Regions from separate parts of the Danio rerio genome. Here region 2 is linked to region 1. The links are chromatin contacts, called in public Hi-C maps. All regions are on one chromosome and are shown on one strand. Each heading gives the region's core, a stretch centred on a gene start, on an enhancer-like site or on the middle of the called end of the contact. The rest is flanking DNA. Distances are from core to core; before and after follow the strand shown. Region 1 overlaps snx29 (sorting nexin 29). Region 2 holds the start of mrtfba (myocardin related transcription factor Ba).

Evidence for each region. Hi-C and Micro-C count contacts between places; a contact is called where the count stands out from the background.
Region 2: a contact with region 1 is called in a Hi-C map of skeletal muscle, with 4 times the contacts expected there. The contact joins the promoter of mrtfba here to the enhancer-like site in region 1. A contact is called at or near these places in 3 of 18 Hi-C or Micro-C datasets (caudal fin, hematopoietic stem cells and skeletal muscle) and 2 of 4 datasets of contacts at active chromatin or transcription factors (caudal fin and embryo).

The regions. Positions count from the first base shown.
Region 1 is chr12:21,099,953-21,103,952 of GRCz12tu, reverse strand. All of the region lies in intron 11 of snx29 (sorting nexin 29), which reads right to left. Among named protein-coding and RNA genes, the nearest start is that of snx29, 27 kb to the right of the region's middle. Within about 2 kb of position 1,437, at least 1 of the 62 cell types and tissues checked has an H3K27ac peak or open chromatin away from gene starts, as enhancers often do. A contact at or near this core is called in skeletal muscle, where this site is marked.
Region 2 is chr12:21,647,937-21,651,570 of GRCz12tu, reverse strand. It overlaps mrtfba (myocardin related transcription factor Ba), which reads right to left and starts at 1,294. Exons shown (of 16, transcript XM_009306704.5): 1 at 1,152-1,294. It overlaps ercc4 (excision repair cross-complementation group 4), which reads right to left. Exons shown (of 12, transcript NM_199785.1): 12 at 3,247-3,634. The coding sequence ends at 3,591.

The DNA.
Region 1 (4,000 bases), core at 188-2,687:
TGACTTTTTTTTTTAGAGACTAGCTTTCTACACTATTTAATTTCAGATTTCACTTGTAATTTTCTTTCATTTAGAGCCGTTATACACTGCAAGGAAGATAATTTCAAAATCCCATAATAGCTCCTCTTTAGATGAAGTTATATTTGTGCATAAGTATGTCCTCATCTGTTGTGCAATATCACAAGTTGTCATAGGCATGGCGCTGCCTTTAGTGTGGTGCTGGAATAAGTCTTCATCCATAGCCTATTTGAACTAGACTATATCATTTGTATTGATCGCTAAAATGTACAATTTTAACATAATTCGTCTAATGCTATTATTGAAAAGATTTGAACTGTTTTGTCTATTTCAATCCTTGTTAATGATTTATTTTAGTCACTAATAGAATTTTGCATGTATATTCAATATGATAAAGTAGGCTTTATATGGTAAAAAGGTAAACACTTTAGGTTTGTTTCTCTCAGTAATTCCTTTATAATAATTACAGAGACCAATTGTCCTTAAGGTTGAAAAAGTTATGAAGTAAGATGTGTAAATTTGTGTTTATATTAAGGCAAAATCACCACAGGAAATTGCTAATTTTAGGCTGCGATGATCAGAACTTTTTCCCGCAAACTCCAGGAGGGACTGGTTGAGCACTGAGCTGACAATAAAACACCCACAGACACTATTTTAACAGGTATGAGCTGGTAACTGCATTTGATTGTTGGTTGACAATTGGGAAAGGAATAAAACAGCTGTGAAAAACTGGCTAACCATAAAAACTGGCAAAAAAATAAAACAATGAGATAAAAATGGTACACAAAATTAAGTATAATGCAATACAAAAATAATAAAACAGAAATCTCTAATATCCCAACATCTGAAAAAAAATCCCTGACTTTCAATTTCTGAACAGACCTTCAATCCTGCCCAAGTTCAGAAAAACATTTCTGATTTCTATGATACCTGTATCGTAAACATAATTTCTAGATAAATCTCCAGATCTTTTATTGATTAGACAACTACTGCCATCAGGTACACCAATAACATCTCAACAAACTTTTTTAGGAAATCATCATAGTTTACCCCTAAAAATGAAAATTCTATCATCATTTATCTATCATCATTTACTGGCCATCATGAATTACTACCTTCTGTGGAGCAGAGAAATACATGGAACCATTAACTGGAAGGAGATCTGCTGTGTTTCAAATGTAAAAACAAAGACAAATAGATTTTGAACACCATGAAAGGGAGTAAATGACAACAGATATTTAATATTTAAACAGTATATCTCTAAAAGAATGTGTCACTTACTGTTGTTTCTGCATAATAGGCAAACTATGATGTTAACAAAAGCATTGAAAATAAGAAACCAGTACAGAAGAAGAATATAGCGTTCTCAACCCTTGAAGGTAAAGTTGGTTGTATTCATAATTAAATAGCAGTTAATAGGTTATTAAGGCATACTGAGAAAACCACGTTTGATCTAAAATTGAATTTTACTCATGTCTGAGAGCACAAACGCAATTCTGGCACTCTCTGCATGGAACATTTTCTCGCTTTCATCTTTTTTCCTTTTTATTTTTTGAAAGCTGAAGTATAACTGGATCAGTCACCTCCAGCCCCATCTCAAACTTGTGTTTTGTCCAGACAAAAGAAAGAAAGAGAAAGAGGAACAAAGTAAGGGAGTTTCACACTGAACCAACAGTGCCCTCATCTGGACAGAGGAACTTTGCAGGTGATGGAGAAAAACAACCCTCAAGCATGCTCAACATCTCAACTCTTTGTGATTTTGATTATACTTTAATAATGTGTGCATGTTTTAAAGCTGCTTTGGAATGATAACTATTATGAAAAGCATTATGAAATTAATTTGAATTTAATATATGGATCGAAAGAAAAAAAAAATGTACCATCAACGTCCAGAACATTGCCCATACTTACAAGTGCAGCATGTCTCAACATTAAAAAAAAAATTAAAAATCAGCAAAGTGTAAGATTATCATTTTAATGTCCAGTTTTTTTAAGCCAAGTCATTCGGCCAATATTTAAATGATGATTAAAAGAGTCTCGCATCTGCATCAAACCACTAGACAACAGAGCACTAGTCAAGGCAAATTTCCTCAATGATGCCATCTGTCCACAGCTCAAATCCTCAAAGGTCTACAAGCTTTAAACGAATTCCAAACACACAAAGTATAGCTAAAGGAACTGTTTACGCAAAAATGAAAAAGCTCCCATATTTAAAATAACTAAGTAATATACCTTCATGTTATTCCAAAACAAACTTCATTATTCATTTATTTTTAGGGGAACACAAAAAGATAGATAGAAACTAAAAGTTATAATCTAGGATGTGACATACATAAGTTTGGGATTAATATGTTTCCTGATGTCTCTGAAAGCATTTTCTTATGCTCACCAATAATATAGATGTGTTTTAAAACATCATTTATTCCTAAGGGTAAAGCCGATGCTGTAGTACCCATTACAGTCATTAACCATTATTATAAATGCTGAAAACGCTTGTGCATTTTAATCCTTTTGTGGAACTATTTATTAGAAAGACTTTGTTTTGTAACAATTAAAAAGTCTTCACTGTCACCCTTGGGTTCATTTATTGTCTTTATCGCTGACTGTATTGTTAATATTCTTCAAGAAACTACAAAAGAGATGCATCCTACTTCCAAATGTTGTGTTATGAGAAGGAAAACAACTCATGAGGTTTGAAACAACATGATGTACGCAAAATGTAATATACTATTATTTTTGTGTAAACAAACACTTTAAATTGATCTGATCTCTGTTCCTGTAAAGCTGTAACCTTTATTTTTTTATTATGAGTTTTCATCACGTTTATATTTAATCATTTGGAAAACACTTTTATTCAAAGTCACTTTCAAATGAGAGCAACAATACTGATCAAAACAACAACAACAACAACAAAAAACTCTATTCCTAGTTATCTAATGCCATATACAAATTTAATGTTAAAAGGTCAGATAAATGTGTTTTATGTAGGAGTAAATCTAAAAGAAAACAGAAAATAGAGCTTAAGAGTGAGGAGTAATTTGGATATGAATAAATAAACAAAAATCAATTAATTAATAAAAAGTGTCAGTATTACATTTTTTATCATAAAAATAAAATGGGTCACACTTTATTTTAAGGTACATTATCACTATTAACAAACCATTAACTATGACTATGACTAACATAAATTTGCTTGTTATTAGTTATTAAAGTTGGGTTTAGGTATAGGGTCGGATTCAAGATGTAGAATGAGATCAAGCAGAATTTGTACTTTATTAAGTATTAATAAACAGATAATATTTTAGAAAAACCACTAGTTAATAGTGAGAACTTTTACCTGTACTAAAATATTACAAGAAAGTGTTAGAAGACCAGATCCATTTTTTGGTCAGGGGACTACAAAAGTATAACAGTAATGAATTGCCAGGTCATTCAATGACTGGGGAAAAGTAAAGTATGTAGTAGGTGAAAGTTAAAAAATTCCACAATTGAAGCTACAAGCAGAGTTGGAAGGGCCCTTGATTGTGGAATCTTCACAATTTAACATCACAAAATACTGTTTAGATTACACTGCCCAAATTTGGTGTTGACCTGATTTCTGAAAACAGCAAAAAAAAAAAAAAAAGTTTTTTGGGGGGAGGTAATAAAAAGTGAGCAACTTCCTGTTGTGATTCAGATATTGCTTTAACAAAGGCTTTAGGACATTTATGTTTCTGTTTGTGCAGTGTAGCTTAAGAGATACGTTGGTGCAGGTGATGCTATCATGCCATTTTGAAAATTTGACCCTTTTGAGTTTTGAAACCCATATTAGATGTACAATTTCATCCCTTCTTATGTGTGTGCAAAGTTTTGTAAGGTTTTGAGCATGTTTAGAGCCACAAAATGCAATTCACTTAAGAAAAAAATAATAAACTGAGAAATTCCAAGAGCATCCTCACACCACCGGTGCTCCTTTACGACAGTATATCTTAAGTCAACTCAC
Region 2 (3,634 bases), core at 45-2,544, 550 kb before region 1:
TGAAACTAATGAAGTCAGCAAAATTCAATGACTAATTTTAATTATTTAGTGTGACATGTTACGGTTTCAAAATATTTTAATTATTGAAACAAATTATGCCATGTTTAATGGGAATGTTGTTTTTTACCCAGAGTTTTAAACAGAACTTATTTCAGAGCAGTAATCACAAAACCGTGATACCGCAAAACCGAGATATTTTTACCCAAGTAAGTTATCATACCGTCAGAATCTTATACTGGCCCATGCCTATTTACAACATAAGTATATTTAAGAAACAAAATAAATTTGTTTTATGCAAGTTTTTATTGGCGGGACAGCATGCAATATTATGTAATAATCTCACCAAGAGGACTTTGGACTGAAAAGTCCAAATCATAAAAAAGTGGAAGTGCAAATTACAAAAAAAAAAAAAAAAAAAACACATTTCAAACTTAGTACACATTCTTGGTTTAAATATGAACTTTCTTAAAATGTTTAGATTGAAATAAGTCAAAGGTATATTTTTACAGGTGAATTTGGTTGCTTTGCTTCTAAGATATTCACTTTAAATCAAAATCACAAGAGAGATAATAAATCTCATAACATAATGATTTCAAACATTCATCATTGAAGACAACAAGGTGAAGATGCCAAGAGTGTATAGTCACAATGTTTCTCCTATAAAGTTCAACCTGAAGTTGTCTGAAGACTGCAGATCTGTAAGGATGTTTACTCATTTACAAGCAGTTTCAGTTTCAGCGAGAGTTAATGAGACAAACAGGAAAAACAATAGTTTATCCTCACACAAATGATTAGATCATTCAAGTGCCTTCCTTAGGGCCTATAGTATATGACAATGAAAAATGTGATATGAAAATCCAAGTCTTACCATAAACATCATGTCAGTATTGATCCACACACATCATAACTCAATGTTTATACAGACTCTGTAAGTTAGCATGCTAGTGTGCAACTGTAAACATCCAATATACCGCAATAAACAAGTCATTTATAGATCAACAGAGAATACTAAATCTATATCTGGTAAATTATTTTTATTTCCGCGTGCGTATCTCGAGTGTAGATAGATGACATTCGTGTTTCACATTCAATCCTCACATCAGCAAACAGGCTAGCAGAAGAACTCCAGCGCTACATGTTAAATCTCTTACTGTCATATAATGGTCGCTTCTTGCCCTGTTCCCCACTGCTGCGTCAGGATCGCTCGTCGTAGCCCCTGGGTTTATTGCTCCATAACTGTCCTTTATGTGGTCACCCATGTATCCTGGGGTTGATTCTGTTTTTCTTTGGGACTGAAGTTTTTTTTTTTTGGAGGAAGTAAGATGGCCGCTGCTGGTGTGTTCGTCTGAACTCAGTGACGCAAACAGAGGTGTTAGAGGTCGATCACCATCAGGGGGCGCCATTGATCTGTCTTTTTTGTTTATAGTTTAGTTATTTATGTACATAAACAGCTCTGGGAATAAATAAATAAATAAATAAATAAATAAATAAATAAATAAATAAATAAATACATTTGAAATGTGAAAAAGATTTGCCATTACCGTTTGAACGTTGTTTTGGTTATTTTAAATTAAACACTTGTGTTTTATTTTAAACTCTTCGTAATGTGTCTGCAGAATTTAAAAAAAACATCATACAGTTTATTTATTTATTAGCTGAAAATGCCAATAAGTATTAAAAAATAATTCTAAACAACATTTGTAGTACATATATATATATACTAGGGTTGTCGTGATACCATTAATAAATTTTACGATACAATACCAGCTTAAGTATCATGATACTAAGTAGTATTGCTATACTGTAATTCATAACTTAAATTATAAAGAAATATGTCAGAATATTTTATGTTATAATAGGCCTACTTGAGTTTAATTAATATATTCCCTAAGGCCAAAAAGTATTATTTGCACCCCACTTCAACCAAATTTTATTCATTCTTTTTGTTTATTTTGTAGACAACTAGCCAACAAAAAGTACATTCAAATAATGTTTTCAGATTATATCGAATAAAACTTGTTACAAAAGAGTGTTTTTTCAACAAATTAGGCTTTATGGTGCAAGTGGTCAAAAATAGTTTTAATGTTTTCTGTTGCTATTTTGGGGTTTTTATCTATTTTTATCAGTCTTATGAAGAAACAATCCAAAGCAATTCAAAACTTCACTTTGCGAGTCGTTCTTTTTAAAAAATTGTTGCAGTTGTTGTAGCTATTAAATAATATTAACAGGAACAGAAATAAACTGATTCAGATGTGTGTTCAAACTGAGGAATCAGAAAACGTGCAATAGGCTACCATAAAAGGTGCGAGTTCTACACAGTTTTGCAACCTTAAAGGGCTCCACAGACTATTCACATAAAATGGTTTATTGTTGCACAAACGTGTAAGCATTTTAGGGACTTTTCCACAACATTGCAACATTATCCATTGTAGATAAACCATTAATGATGATACTTCCGTTTACAAACAGTGGCACCGCCAGTTTTTTGGAATCATAGTATCTTGATACTACCATAGCACCAGTAAACCGTGCAACCCTTATATATATACTGTACATATATATTAGAAACCCATGCAAAGGCAGGGAGAACATGCAAACTCCACACAGAAACGCCAACTGAGCAGAGGTTCGACCCAACGACCTTCTTGCTGTGAGGCGACAGCACTACCTACTGCGCCACTGCCTCATAGTTGTTTCTCCATCAGTTATGCGCATTAAAAATTTATGTTACACCTACCCTTGATAAACAATGTTTATTTCATGACTTTAATTTTATGCGTGTTACCATTCTGGTGTTTAGTAGCTGTGTGATTGACACTGAGCACCTTCTATAAACTAATACACTTTTCTGCTAGAGAGAAAAGTTGTTTGTGATGAGCATTAGTTCATTATGTAACATTCACATCACCACCTGCATATGGATGTGTTAACTGTCTATCTGTGTGTGTAACAAAAGATGTGTAGATGTTGGTAATTCAAAATACAGACAAATTGCCTCTATAAATTAATGAAATGCTGTATTTTACTGTAAAAATGAGAGATTACTTTTACAGTTTGTACCGTATTTTCAAAGGTGAAATACTGTTAACTCCAGCTGCCTTTTTTTACTGTAAATTTTATGGATTTATTTTTTATATTGTATACATGTTTTTTTTTTCTCTAAACATGTTTATGAAACCTATTGCGGCCCCAGATTTACCCCATTAAACACATTTACAAAGACTAATAGACATATTAAACAAAGAATTCATTACAGAAATAGTTTATTTCAATCACGATAAAAATTGCAACATTTTTCTAAAAGAGTGGTGATATGAAACTCACCTTCTAAGCCAATGACTCTACAGTACAGTTAGTCAAGTTATCTACAATGAACATCTATAACTACATGCAAAGTCACACCAAACCTACGAATTCTAACACAACATTTTAAAAATACAAGGCATTTAAATATTCAGAAATACATAAATTCATTTACTGCATCTTAATTTCACAATAAATATGAAAATAAACCCTTTTATCAAGGTACAATTTCCACGACTGGCCCACAATATCACAATAAAAACACTTTTTATTTCTCCTTGCGATATCTACTTATTCTTCTGAATGGGCCGCACATCCATAGGATTGTGTA